Regions from separate parts of the Mus musculus genome. Here region 2 is linked to region 1. The links are chromatin contacts, called in public HiChIP or PLAC-seq maps. All regions are on one chromosome and are shown on one strand. Each heading gives the region's core, a stretch centred on a gene start, on an enhancer-like site or on the middle of the called end of the contact. The rest is flanking DNA. Distances are from core to core; before and after follow the strand shown. Region 1 has its middle 61 kb from the start of Gm22911. Region 2 overlaps Lama4 (laminin, alpha 4).

What was found. HiChIP or PLAC-seq counts read pairs in DNA pulled down with a chosen protein or histone mark.
Region 2: a contact with region 1 is called in an H3K27ac HiChIP or PLAC-seq map of stem cell-derived neural progenitor cells, with 4 times the contacts expected there. The contact joins two enhancer-like sites. A contact is called at or near these places in 1 of 484 Hi-C or Micro-C datasets (ventricular fibroblasts) and 2 of 115 datasets of contacts at active chromatin or transcription factors (embryonic forebrain and stem cell-derived neural progenitor cells).

Annotation. Positions count from the first base shown.
Region 1 is chr10:38,550,301-38,557,819 of GRCm38.p6, reverse strand. No RefSeq gene overlaps it. Among named protein-coding and RNA genes, the nearest start is that of Gm22911, 61 kb to the left of the region's middle. Within about 2 kb of position 3,854, at least 127 of the 459 cell types and tissues checked have an H3K27ac peak or open chromatin away from gene starts, as enhancers often do. A contact at or near this core is called in stem cell-derived neural progenitor cells, where this site is marked.
Region 2 is chr10:39,024,573-39,032,091 of GRCm38.p6, reverse strand. Lama4 (laminin, alpha 4) reads right to left here. Exons shown (of 38, transcript NM_010681.4): 5 at 5,343-5,557; 6 at 3,396-3,470; 7 at 1,508-1,659. Among named protein-coding and RNA genes, the nearest start is that of Lama4, 63 kb to the right of the region's middle. Within about 2 kb of position 3,496, at least 8 of the 459 cell types and tissues checked have an H3K27ac peak or open chromatin away from gene starts, as enhancers often do. A contact at or near this core is called in stem cell-derived neural progenitor cells, where this site is marked.

The sequences.
Region 1 (7,519 bases), core at 2,605-5,104:
GAACAACAAGAACAACAAAGAAAAAAACAAAAAAAAATTAACAGTCGAACTAAAAATGCAACATTGAGCTAAGCAGAGTTGTCAAAAGTTGAAACATAAATGGCTGAGAAACATTTTTTAAAATGTTCAGGGGTTTGGAGAGACATTTAAGAGTTTAAGAGTGCATATTGCTCTTGCAGACAACCTGGTTTCAGGTGTCAAAACTCACATACTGGCTTACATCTTGTTTGAATAGGTAAGGCCCCCATAGACTCATGTGTTTGAATGTGTGGCCCATGGGAGTGGCACTATTAGGAGGTGTGGCCTTGTTGGAGGAAGTGTGTCACTGTGGAGGTGGGCTTCGAGGTCTCTGAAGCTCAAGCCAGTTCTTTCCTTGATACATGCTGATCAAGATGCAGAACTCTTGACTCCTACAGTGCCATGTTTTCCTGTAGGATGCCATGCTTCTCATCATACTAACAATGGACTAAAACTGCTAAACTGTAATCAAGCTTTAATTATAAGAGTTGCCTTGGTTGCGGTGTCTCTTCACAGCAATGAAACCCTAAGACACAATCCCATCACTCCAGTTGATCTGATGCCATCTTCTGCCCTCCTCAGGCACTGTGTGCACAGACATATATCCAGGAAAACCTTTCATACTCATTAAATAAATAAATAAATAAATAAATAAATAAATCTTATTTTACAAAAACAAACAAGAACAGCAACAATAAAAACCAACCACTCATCAATCATTATCCATCAAGAAGAGCAAATTAAAACCACATTGAATGGCCCCAGTGTGACAAGTGTGAATAGCTCCAGTTAGAATGTATAATTTTAACACTAAACAAACAAATTACAAAACCAAGTAACAGTATGTTGGCATAGACATATAGAAAAGGAAACATTTATGCATTACTGGTGATAGCATAAACTGGTGTAACCACTATGGAAATCAGTGCAGAGATTCTGAGAAAAGCCAGAAATATATTTACCACATCATTCAGCTATATCCTACCCCTAAGCTTGTATCAAGGACTATACATCTGACTGAAGAGAAACTTGCCCATTAATATTCATTGTTATTCTGCTCACAATTGCCAGGAACCATTTGTCATATGTCAAAATCTTGGTTTTGCACTTGGATAGTTAGTTCAACTTTGTATTCTAGTTCCTGGCTTTCACTGGCTTCTGAAATCTCAGGCGCAATGGGAACTGAGATGTATTTTTTGAGATTTGAAGGACTAAAGAGCAGAGTTATTATAGTGAATGAATTCTCTGTACTTCAGTTTTTCTGATGAGGACAAGGTAGTCTTTTTTATATCAAAGTACTCTTTGGTATAGAGAAATATGAGAAACTTGAAGGGTCATAAGATAAATGAGTTAGGTAGGACTGGGCTGGAATTCCAGCTTCTTCAGAGATATAAATTTAACATAATTTAAACTTTGAGGGTCTCTCCACTCTTACTTGTAAGATGAGAACCACATTGTGACATACTGAGAAATCTGTGAGCATTAAGTAAGACAACTATGCATGTTGGATACTATATTGATGATAGTAAATAAATGTCCACTTTGGTGCATTTATGTGCTCTCATAGTTTTGATCAGAAGATGATCTATCTGATTCTCTGGGAAGTTAATAAACCTGCCTTGAGCATCTGATATATGTACATAGGCTCTCTTATGGAGACTACCATTCTCACAAAGTTCATAGACATAAATATCATACGTCACAGCTCAGAGCTTTTAATGTGTTGGGCACAAATGTAGCTCACACACATTAAAGCCTGTATGGTACTGTGGCATTGTGCTCTCTGCAAGTTGGTGCCACAATCTCACTTCTAATGAAAGTATGGTCATAAGCTGACTTCATAGTATGCCATAGCGTTTAGCCTGCAACTTATCACCTCTTCTTGATGCCATCCTAATTTAATCTTGACACTGAAGCATTTACAATGAGATAAAATTATTAATAATGATAATCTAGTCAGGTAAATGATGTTCACTTTCATTTTATCTTGTTCCTTGAACGAGGATGCTTTCTTGTGAAAGGTGAAACAGTGTCAAAGTTGTGAATCATAGTTTCACATTCAAAATAATGAGAAATCATATCTTCCTGCCTTTGCAGCTAAGAGAAGGAAATAGGGTTATTTCCATACGACTCTCAAGAATAAAGAAAAATAATCTGTAAAAAGCTTTACTCATGTCACCTCTCATTCTACTTTGAAGGGACATAACAAAATCAGAAGCAAGATGGGTTCAGTGTATTTGTGTTCACTCTAGAAATGGTAAGACAACATTTATTTCCACCTAGAACTGTCTTGGATCATGGCAGCAGTGTTTTTAAGAGGTCTCATATCTCTCAGAATGCACACAGTGATGTCCAGCATGCCACACAGTTACACAAAACACTTATTCAGCATAAAGTATCTTCATGGGGGCCCTACCGCCCTTACCCCTCGTTTCCACTTTCCACCCTCCAGTCCTCCCTTGGGAAGATGCATGCCTGTTCCATTTATGCTCAGCACCAGTGTTGCCATGGAAACTCTCCTCCTTTTCTCTACCCTCCCCAGTTACCAAGCACAGCTCTGGACTCAGTGCCAAGACCTCCTCTGTACAGACTCAATATTCTTTCAATGTTTAGACAAATCTGTTCGAAAACCTTGTTTACATTTTTTCCCACAACACCATAGCTTCGAGTCGGGGCCATCCATTTCCCATGGATCTGCTTATATTCTGGACATGGTTTCTTTTCTTTTTTCTCCACCATAGCTCTAAAATAAAATTGTATCATTTGGTCTAATTCTTAATAGGACATAAAAGGCAACTCAGGGTCAGAGTCCACCCTTACAGTCAATTTTATCCAGTCCAGAGTAGAATTTAATACTTTTTGTATACTATTTTTTTTTTACTTAAAAAATTTTGTTTAATAAATGCAGCATTAACACATGTTTAAAAACAAGAAACTTTCCTTTAATTAGCTTTAGTTGCATGTTTGTTACAGTCATCTGTGTATCTTACGTTATGCCAGACATTAATTAGTATTCAGATATACAAATAATATGTTGGCTTCACATTGCTTAATCTTACAGGTATGTTTTAGGCTGCACATTTTCTGTAGAATTTAAAAGTCTTGCTTATGGTTTAATTCTTGATTCCTATATTTAATGACGCAATTCACTGATGAAACTAAACCAAAATTAATGTTGTTGTGATGATATTTTATCCTTCTCCCCATTTAAAAATTGCCAGTTATGCCTGCAGAATTCCTAAATGTTAAACGTAGGTTTAGCTTAAAAAAAAAATACTTACTTTGCCTTTTTATTTTAAGAAACTTGAACAGGTCAGTTCAACTCAGTGAACTATGCTGACATTTACATATTTTCACAGTAAACATGTATTTTTAAATCATTACTAGGAAAAAAATACCTCTGATCAACAGAAGAGGGAGCAATATTCCCTCCTTTTTTACACAAAATACTGTGGGGTTGTTTTCTCACCTTTCCCTCCTAAACATAAGCCTCCTCTATCGTAATCTCTGCTGCTGCTTTTCTCTTTCCCTTTTCTAATTTTTTTGAGGGGAAGTGGAGGAGGGGTGCGCAGTGGTGGCAGGAGTAGGACCACCCAGTTCGATCAAGGAATCAAAGGTTAAATTCTTTCTGGTTTGTTACTATCTCTCAGGATATAGTTAAACGTTAGAAATCTTTGTCGTCTGTATATTTTTACTCGCAACAATACTTACGGGAATGAAATGCGCTGCACCTCCTTACAGAGAAGCCACAACATTGCGCAGGCAGTGGAGTGAATGTGAACGTTTTCCAGCTTGCCTGAGCCAGAGACTCTCTCATTGTTCTCTCTCTGAGCAGAGTAGGAACCGCGCACATCTGAATAACAGAGTCTTTTCTGCCTGGCGCAATCCTGGATTGTTACAGTCTAGAGGCCAGCCATGCTGTCACCGGCACAAATTGATTTAACCATCAATTGCTGTGGTCATTAAAGCTGCTAAAAGTCCCCGCCAAACTGATGAATTGCAACTGAATGTGAAATGAGTGTCTAAGTCTTTTTCCCACCACCTCATATCAAAGGCTATTGTATCCTTGCAAAGTAAAGGGTCGGGGGTTCAGGCTGCTGTTCAACAATGGGCTCTGTCAAAGGACAGAGCTCCATTCACACAAGCACTCCCAATTACAGTTTGCTTTCCATACCTTATTGTATGAAATTTGCATCCAACTAATACATTGAATTATTGGCATACTTTGGGTGTCAAAGGAGTCAATGAATGATTTGTCCTTGAAATACATGGAATCCAAAGCAGCTGCTGGTTCTTGTCTTGACAATGGAATGATTCCCTGGTTTTCCAATGCCTGCAAATGGACTAATTTTCTCCCAGCTCACAGTTAGCACTTGTGGAAGCAGTACACAATTTTTTTCCACATTCACAACTGTGAACTCATTTCTAGAGTTTTGAGAGGAGATACAGAAAAGGAATGGTATTGTCTAGCCTAACAATTATATTATAAACTTTAAAAAAATCAGTATAACCTCCATGAGGCCAATCATTTACTACTACTACTACTACTACTACTACTACTACTACTACTACTACTACTACTACTACGACTACTACTACTACTACTACTATTTGTTTGCTTAAAGTAAAAGGATACATTGTAAAATTAAAACCAACCTTACACATATGTTTAAATACCCAGAAGAACTTTTGTTAATTCTTTTAGGAAGATCATAAATAGGAATTTTTCAGATTTTATGATTAAGCTCCTCAAAGTGTTATGAACTGAGCACACGGCACATGTACACATGTACATATTTGTATGTTGGTATAATGTTTACCCAATTTAGCTGATAACTGAGTTTGCAGACATGAGGGATCACTAAACTGCAATCCTCCAGCTTCTGACACTCAAAGGCAGCAAGGAATTCAGAAAACATTGGGTTTGCTCTCCTTGGTGTTAAGTTTGGTTTTTCCTAGCAGATACTCATCGACCGAACATTTCCCTTCATCTTGAGTCTTGACTTTAATGTGTTACATTATTTGGTTTACCTATGTGCTTGTGTATGCAACTTTAGCAAACTCATCATGGCGGTGTTTTCATGGTGCTCTTAGGGGCAGCTCTGTAAGAGAAACAAGCTTTGGGACATCAGAGAAAGAGAGCATCACTTGTAGTCCCAGCAACACATGGTGTTTATTTTCCTTCCATGGTTCATCCTGCCAGGAAGTATTATCAACTGAGCAAAGACCAGATGTGGAAAACAAAATAAGTATGATTTGATGTTGGAGCAGGGGTGAGTTGGGACAGGATGGGAGAAAGAAAGCAAAGCCAGTGGCCACCATAGTGCTACAGAGAAAACGGGACAAAGAGGGGACCTTCACCACAAAGGTCAGAGGTTCAGGCCACACACCTCTTATAATGAATTGGCAGACAGACCCAGGTTTGTGTTTCCCTAGATTCTATTTACCATAGACTGTTAGTCGCCAGTAACTGTGTAGAAATCCATCAGCAAGAACTGTTACATTGGCCTCCAATTCCAAATGACCCTTAAAGAAGGTCATTTGATTCTTATCTCTAAGGATCTTTTGCTCCTCCTCCACTCAAAACAGGGCCATGGGGAGAAACAGCTCCCTTAATATAAAAGAGAACCTTGCATTGAAATGAAAAGCCCTTCTTCAGTTGTTTAGTAAATGATATTAAGTTGCTAAAGAATGTATAAAGGCATATCCTGGGTCATATTCTTATTGTAAGTTTCCTATAAGTGAATGAAACAGTAGGGTATGTTAACTTTTTAAGCCCTATAATCAGATTAAAATTTTAGCTTAAATTTTTAACTATTTGTATCAAGTCATTACAATTATTACTTATTTAATTAGTAATTTATTGGATATGTACTTTAGACAGTTTGATGAGTGTTTTAGCATTATTTCTTCAAACTCAAGAGAACAGTAAACCTGCCTGCTTTAATTTTTTAAAATTCAAATACATATAATTTGTGCTTTGGGAAAAGTGCATATAGCCAATTAATATAATCTTTCAGTACTATTACAATGAGATGTACAAGACATATATTTACATCCATTTTATAGTTGATGGAAACTGAGTATTAGAGTCTGTTAATGGGTGCTGGAAAGATAGAGGAGGGGTTGAGAGTGCTAACTATTCAGACATGAGACAATAGTTCAGATTCTTTTTTTCTATTAGATATTTTCTTTATTTACATTTCAAATGTTATCTCCTTTCCTAGTTTCTCCTCAGAAAATCCCCTATCTCCCTTCCCGTGCTCTCCAACCCACCCACTCCCATTCCTGGTCCTGATATTCCCCTATACTGGGGCCTGGAGCCTTCACATGACCAAGGGCCTCTCCTCCCATTGATGACCGACTATGCCATCCTCTGCTACATATATAGCTAGAGTCACAAGTTCCACCATGTGTTTTCTTTGATTGGTGGTATAGTTCCAAATAGTTCAGATTCTAATAGCACCCAGGTGGCAAGGCAAGAGTCCAGTGTATGCCTGTAGATTTAGATTCTAGGAAGGTAGAGACCCTGGGATCAGTGGTAGTGGCTGGCTTCTAGCTGAAAGGGAGAGTCTCAAAAGGATATGTAGAGAGTGATAGGGAAGGGTGAGTACCTGACACTTTGGACACAGGTGCATGTTCTGTCACACATACATGTGCACACACCACATACTCATGACGCATTCGCACACTCAAATAGATAAAGATAAATAAATAGATCTTAATTTCTACCAATGTAATGTTCAATAATGAGAAAGTATAAATTAGAACCTTGGTTATGTATATGGAAAGTCCATTCATTTTATTGCAGTGTTTTGTAAATAATTGAAGATTGAAGTGTGATACAGATAATAGTGACCTGGTATATCTTTATTGGACCTTTCATTTGATCTACTGTGTACATTTTTGTACCTTTAACATTTTTATTACCTAAATTCATTCTTTGACAATCTTAGTTATATATATGATATCGTTCTGATTACTGTTACCCACCTTTTTCTGTCTCTCTCTTATTCCTGTTAATTTCCCCTTTCCCTACAAATTCCTTTCCTTCCTTCTGTTTCTTCTTTTGTTTTACTTTATGACCCACTAAGTTTAAGTAGAGCGTTCTCTATGGTCATGGATTTGGAACTGGCCACTAGAGTCTTGTGGGCTCATGGGTAGATTATTGACCACTGGAGTCTGATGGATTGATGGGTGGGTACCACTGGAGAGCATGACTCCCCCTCTCCTGGAATCTACCTGTCTTTGTATTTAAAGTGAATTTCTTGTAACAACATAGAATTTGGTATTTAATTTTCTGGAAAGAGTCTTCCCATGTAGCCTAGGCTAGGCTGGTATTTAGTATGTAGTTCAGACTAGCTTCAAACTTACATCAAGTGTCCTCCTTCAGGTTCCTGAGTACTGAGATCAAAAGCATGTGTTATCACCCTTAGCTAAGGCCTTGTTTCTTGGGGAGAAGGTGAGACTTGTCAACACGAGAGGCCAGAGGAGGTCACTG
Region 2 (7,519 bases), core at 2,247-4,746, 470 kb before region 1:
TCCAGCTCATGTTCTCTGTTCTTTATAGACTGATCACAGACTGCTGCAGAATTCTGTTAAGGGTGGGGTATACAGCTCTGGGAACTGAAAATCTGTCATTTAATATGGTTCAGCGACCTCTGGGAGGCACCGAGCTGACTGTAGGGAAAGAGATCCTTTTTTTATTGTTGAAAACACGATAGTTAGGATGGAGGTGGCCCTGGGAATCCGGCAAACTTCAATCTGATTGGGTCTTAGAGAAACTTATCAAGTAATCAGGATGAAAGAAAATGGATTTTAGAAACACATTTTCCTCTTCTGGGTATAAAGAGATCAATTCTCTTTATTTTGGGCCATTGCTCCCCCCCTCTTTTGCATTTTTTGGAGGCTTGGTAGAAATGTTGCTGTCCTGGGGCCACTTTGGATTAAGTCCCTTAGGTGTGCCTTATAGAAAGGGTGGTATATTTACTGCCCTGGGTCCAGGCAAGTCTTTGAGAATTAATGCTCTTATGTGTCTAGGCAGGGGAGTTTGGCAAAACAGTTCTGAGTGCTCACTAAGATCCTGCACAGCACTACAGTTTGGGATACTATTTTAGTCTGCTCTACACATTTTCAGTCAATTGTGGATATTATTTGAACCTCCAAAGAGTAATAAACACTTATGCCACGTACTGTTTTAATGGTTCTACATATCCTAGCTCCCTTGGTACCTTCCTCATGCCTATATGAGGACACTGAGAAGCAGAGATTAACTTTCCTGAGCTCATGGAGCAATGGGCAGAGCTGGGGTGTGAGCAAAACAATCTTAACCATTATGTTAGCTTGACTAAGAAAATAAATGGGTGTGCTGGTATTATATCTGATGACTTTTCACTGAACACTGTTGTTTATAAAAACATCCATTAGTTGTGATGGAGGTCCATTATGAAAGGAAAGCCTTTTAAAGCTTAGATGGGTGAGGTTTTTTATTTTATTTTTATCTATTTATTTTTATTTTTTCCATTGCCTGCCTTTTACTACTTTGCTCTGTAGAGGTATGAGAACAAACACATTTATGTATATGTTTGTGAGTTTGAGGATGTGTGTGTATGTGTGTGTGTTTCACAAAGAGATTGAGAGACTGGAAAAACAAGAGAGAACAAGTGTAAGAAGGACAAATTGGAAGCAGGGAGGAAAAACTCCCCTAAACCCTGCAAACTGAACTAAGGTATACCGGGCAGACTTGCACTTGAATAATAAAGACACAGCTTAGAAAATAAAAGTTTCTCGTGTAGATATTAATCTTTTAGTCATTTCGTTTTTCACAGACTCTCTTACATAAGTCTACTGCTTTTGATTGAGGCATTAGCTCATGATTATCGTGAACTTTTCTTAACTCTCTGTGTAACTGGGTATTATCTATGTTGAACCTACACAATCTATAATATAACCATGGAACTCAGATGCCAACAGGTCCTAGAGGTTGCTAAGAGGGAGCCTGTGGAACTGCAGTGAAAAGAGCAGACAAAAAGAGCAACATTCAACATACTCTGAGGAGGTGGATGGTAGAGTTCATGTCGGTCACGTGTCTATGCGCCGCAGCGCCAGAGGACACGCTCAGCAGCCCGGATTTGCTCTCTTCGATGGAGAGCGCTGCTAATCGCAGGTCATCGGTCAAGTCCCAGACGCACTTATCACAGCCTGGAGATGAAATAGGAATGTCATTTCTGCAGAGCCAAAAGGCAGCCTGGATTCATATGGCTTTAATATAGACCCCCTTGGTTAGTACCATGTTTATTTTTATTTCCCAAGAAATTGATACGGCCACATAGAACCTGTCTTTACCAAACCAAGCCATACATCGGGCAGGAGTCCCACTTAACATAATGAGAACCAGACATTGAGACAGCAGGTTAATAAGAACACTAATTGTTAACAGAAAGGACTATTATAGGATAGGTGGAGAAGAAGCCCTTACCACTTTTCCTATTATTCATGGTCCCCTTACCCCCCAGATTCTGATCCTGTCAGCTTCCTGTCTTTGCTTGGTGGCAGCTGGTAGAGCAGGCTGGGGGCCAAGCATCATTCTTTTCTCATCAGCTTCTCTCAGTCAGTCCAGGAATGCTGCACCTGCCTTTGCCTCCCCCAGGGAGGGCCTGGCTCCTCTCCATGCCCCCCACCACGACCCTGTGTCTAGATGAACAAGTCCTCAGAGCAGGACTGTAGGGTACACTTGTTGGCTAATGTCATGACTTGGTCTCTGAGGTAGGAGCTAAAGCTGAAACTAAACCTGGACAGGCTCAAGAGACAAGCCCCAGCTTCTCTCTCCTCACCTTTCACACTGTGAGCCCCACCCGGAACCCAGCTGCCCTCCATGGACATAATTAAAAAGAACACACACCAAGCCTTGAGCCCCATCCTGGCCTCTCTGCACCTTGCCGATTCCCAAACTCCTTCCCACAGGCTCTGCTATTTCCTGCAGAGTTGTCAGACACTAAAGGGTTAATGCATGCTCATTTGTTAATTTGTTATTAACATAGCACTACCTTTAAGCTCCCTTAGAAAATGAGTCCCCAGACTACACTTCAGGCTGCTGAAGAAAAATGTTTAAGGCTATGTAGGCATCTGGCCGCCTTTAAGTGGAGCTAGTCCAGGATGCTGTAGTTGATAACTGCAGGCTTTTCCCTGCTGTGTCTCACATCTCGGGCATCTTCTAAGAGATGATAAACTGGCAGTTTTATAATCTTCTACCCACAAGGACTTTTTTGGGACCGATATACTTTTCCTTGGAGGAAGGGATGCATGATGTTCAAATACTCTTTGAGACAAAAAATTTTCGTTGCTCTTGAGTGACAGAGCAATTTAAGCAAAAGAGAAGGCAGCTCTACTTTGTAACTCCTTGTCAGTTTACTTCTGGTCAGTCTTCACATTTGGGTGTGTCGGGAAGAGCTGCTTAAGTCTCCTGGCTTTTCAGTTTCTACAGCTGCCCGGGTAGCACCAGTCAGCCAACGTAGACAGGGCTCTGTCCTGAGAGCTGAGTGTGAAGACTAGGTAAGTAAGATGTCTAAAGTCTCAGAGTGAGGTCCGCAAAAACTGCCTCACTGCTGACTGAGATGGAGGCCACCAGGGACCTTTGCACAAGGTCCGTTACCCTGGAGCAAATACCAGCTGCTAAACCAGGGGTGGGAGTGAAACCCTTTCAGGGAAAGTGATATCACACTCATACATTTACTACTTATTGTGATGTGTGTGTGTGTGTGCGCAAATGTGAGTGTGGATGTCAGAGGGTATCTTGTGGGAATCAGTTCTTTTCTTCCACATTTTCGATTTAAAAAAAAAAAAAACTACAAATGGGTTGCAACACCTGTTAGCATATTAGAGAAATTGGTTAGTCATTAAGGTTCTGCTACTTTTCCTTATAGTTGGGCAGTTCTTGCCTGTAGGGACTTCAAATCCTTCTTCCAAGCACTCTCCGGTTACACTGTCACACGGGCCGCCCCCACAGTTGCACACTATGGGAGACAGAAACACAGAGTAAGGAGCCATCTTCTCATGCCTAAAACAAGACGGTGTTTCCATGGTTTCCAGAAATGCTGGCTACTGGTGTGCAATCCTGCGATGGGGATTAATTATATTTATCCTGAAGGGTATGGAGTCTGTGATAACATCCTTTAACCAGTTCAATGCAGGTAAGAGATGTTAAAAATAGGACTGGAAGCAAAACTGAATCTCGCTTTCCTAGGATTCTTTTCCCAACTCTTTAGGATGCTATCCTAACGCAACAGATGCCTCAGTCCCAAAAGGCCCAGGAAATTTCACAAGGAAACAAAGGCCACAGAGCTCAGCATTCTCCTTCCCTCACAGAGTCTCCACAGCAGCGAGGTCCCTGCCAGCTGTGAGGGAAGAGCCCCAGAACGGGACAGTGAGGAGGCCCAGGAGCAATGCTTGCCTCCTAAGTTTTGACCCCTGGCAAGAATGACTCCAAACTCCAAAAGAGAGGTATCTGGGGAGTGGATGCTAGGCATAATTCAGGGAAAGAATTGGAAACAAATTTACATGAATTTAAAAGGCTTTCACCTACTGATGGCTTTCTGTAATGCCTTTATAAAAACAAAATTCAATCTTATCTGGCTTTTCATTTTTTGCTAGTTCCCCCCCCCCCCCCCCCAGGGTGGGGAGCTGGCAAGGGTGGGGACTGAACCAAGCATATGGTTTACCACTGAGTTACACTCCCAATCCCCTCTGAGTTTTTGTGTGGAAGTAAATTTATAACATTTTAAGAAGAATTCCTAAGCTATCCTAAGCTGGTCATAAGTTGCAATAGAACTGTGAGTTGCCCTAACAGAATGATCATAGCAGATTAGCTCCAAGGGGCACATCACTTATTACACGTCAGCTATGCAGTGCTCCACACAATGCAGACTTATTAGACCCCGCTGCAAGCTTGTGCTCTATGGCTTCCCACACGGTGTCATCTAGGATCGACCTGCATCGTTGTTATTTAAATACAGGCTTGGTACTGCTTTGAGAATAATGGCACCAATTTCTAAGGCTTTATTTTTTCTGACAGCACTTCTAAGGCCCCCGACCCCACGTCTGATTGACTGGACAGTCTTCCTTGTGGCTCTGGAAGTGTTTCTTTTCCGCAGGTATGCTTATTTTCATTGTGCCCAGGTCACAAGTGCATTCTCCTTAATTTTAAACTCTTCCCTTTGTCAGTCTTTCAAGTGATTCTTTCAACAGGGGTTTTCCAGAATGCAGGCTGTAAGTGCACCAGGCCCCCTTCTCCCCTGCCCTTCCTAATAGCCAACCAGGGGGAAGCACTCAGCTTCAGCCCCGCTGGAACGAAAGCAGTTTAACTTCCCTTCTGAAGAGCTTCAGTCCATGCAGCAAATGTACGGGAGAAGTGCACACTGCAATCGAACTGAAGTCTAACCCATTAGATTTCTTACACTCTCAGAGAGATACTGACTGACAATCTGAGGAAATCTAGGGGGGCCATGCGTGCTCATGCTTTGCAAATTTACTCAAATGGAATGTTAATTTTATTAAGCATAAGTGAGAGAGGAGACAGCTTCCAGTACAAAAATAATTCACTTGAGCCACACCAGCTACCACTTTCCCTTCAATCAAAATCACCAATGTGAATAGAATAAGACAGAAATCACTCCGCTGATGTCTCTTGTGAATATCCACCCACGAGCTAAGGTTCATTGGTAGCCTCGATGAGAAGTGTAACTGGGGTAAATGTTGATGTATATTGCTCTAGATAAATGTCAGGAGGACACTGGCAATATTTCCTCAACAGAAATTCTTCACCTAAGTCAGTCCTGGTGGAGAGCTATGCTGGCCAAGCAGCTGGTCGCGGGACTTGGGGTCTGTACCTGCACAGTTCTTGGCTGTCCTGGCGTCTCCATAGTAACCAGGTGCACAGCGTTCACACTTGAATCCGGTGGTATTTCGTAAGCAGTTCCTGCACTGGCCAGTGATTTCATCACAGTCTTCAAAGATCAGGTTGGGATCCGAATTTCCACTGCAGTCACATTTCTTACAGGTGCTTCCAATGAGTAAGGGGTTTCCATAGTAACCAGGAGCACATCTGAAAGGTGTTAAACATGTTAAATTTCTTAGCATTCATAGACATTTCATTATTTAAAAAAAATCTTCCCTACATAGAAAATATAGTGGATATTTGTAGATGCCCACCTGGAATTCATATCAATTCTCCCATTTTATTAATATGATCAGACTTCTAAAAATTTATTCTGTTATTTATTTGCATATTCTTTTTGACGTTGTGTGTCCCTATACAGTCAAAGCTGGTCTTGAACTCATAATTCATTATTCTGCCTCGGCTTGCTAAGATTATAGGCATTATGTCCCCACATTTAGAGTTCTTTTGTTTTTTTAAGGAACCACTCTTTCTCAATGTGTTGTAGACTACTCAGATTCGAGTGTCTTGATGAAATTAGTGTGAGGGCATGGTTGGTAATCTTGGGGATTGGTGTGCATGGGTGGCATGTAATGGGTGGCATCACATTTTGTTGTACTGCATTCTACCTCTCTGCCAAGGGAGAGAACACACACACACACACACACACACACACACACACACTAAACAGAATCTGGTCTGGTTAGGAGCAAATGCTGAGAGTATGGGAGTGGCTGGAGCAAAGAAAGCCTTCTTTGGGAGTTTTAGACCAGGCTCTTTAAGGGGGAAGGCCTTTCCTGTGGCAGTCATTAATGAAGCAGCTCTCTGAGATGATCCTTGCTTGTTCGTATTGCTTTATTTGATGAAGGATGTGAATGCATATGCTTTATTTGGGGTGAACCCGGGTCCCAAATAAATACCAAGGTCAGAAGCTCATTGGCTGAATAATAGCCTGGTCAAAATGTTAGTGGCTTCTCTACTGTGAGTCAAATCATAGCCTGCCCTGCCATAATGAGTTGTTCAAGCAACCAAGTCAGTACTGAATACTCTCCTAGCCTAAAGAGACCAAACTGGGAGTAATTCCTTGGAAGCTGTCCTAGTTAGGGTTACTTTTGCTATGATGAAGCACCATGACCAAAAGCAAATTGTGGAGGAAAGGTTTGGGGGTGCTTATACTTCCATATCATAGTCCATCACTGAAGGAAGGCAGCACAGGTGGGTACTCAAGAAGGGCAGGAACTTGAAGGTGGGAGCTATACAGAGGCCATGGAGGACACTGCTTATTGTCTTGAATATCATAGATTTTTCAAGCCTGCTTTCTTAGGGATGGGACCACCCACATGGACTGGGCCTTCCCTTGTCAGTCACTAAGAAAATGCCCTACGGCTAGATCTTCTGATATTCTCAATTGATGTTCCCTTCTTTCAGATGACACTAGTTTGTGTCAGTTAACATAAAACTAACTAGCACAGATGCATAGCCCAGCTCCTTGCTTGAAAGTCATAGAGCAGCAGACCAGACTCTTAGCTACTGGCTGCCATCTTGTGATTGAGCGTAGTCTGGACACAAAGTATGTGGCAGAACTGACAACACCAGAAGTAATCAGAGTTGAATCCTGACTTCTGTTCTTCTAGGTGCTTTAGTATGCAAACTACGAGAGACCAGTGCCTACTTGCATTTATTGAGGAAGAAGAGCCAATGTCTATATCATAGCAGCCTTTAAGGAGGACACCCAGCAAAGTGGGAGGCAGAGACTGAAGTCTATTCAGCCTTCACTCATAAGCCAAACTGTGTACTCTGGGTAAAGATTCTTCTGTCTAGAGACAAAAATGCCTTCTTCTTCTTCCCCAAAGGTGATATAAGAGATCCTGTTTTGAGAGATAAGACTGCTGGCTTCACTTAAGGGGACACCTGCCCATAGGCTCCAGTTATTTGTTACCAGACTGTTAGGGAACAAAGGACTTGGACTTGCAGATCTTACTTTTAAAGGGAAAAGTAGGACTTTGGATTCTGATGCAGCAGTGTTTTTCTAGAGACCAGCAGAGTAGTCAAGGTTAAACTATGCATGTTTGCTGGATGACTGTGGAACAGCCTTTGCTGCAGAGCCCAACACTAGAGTGGATGAGGGAC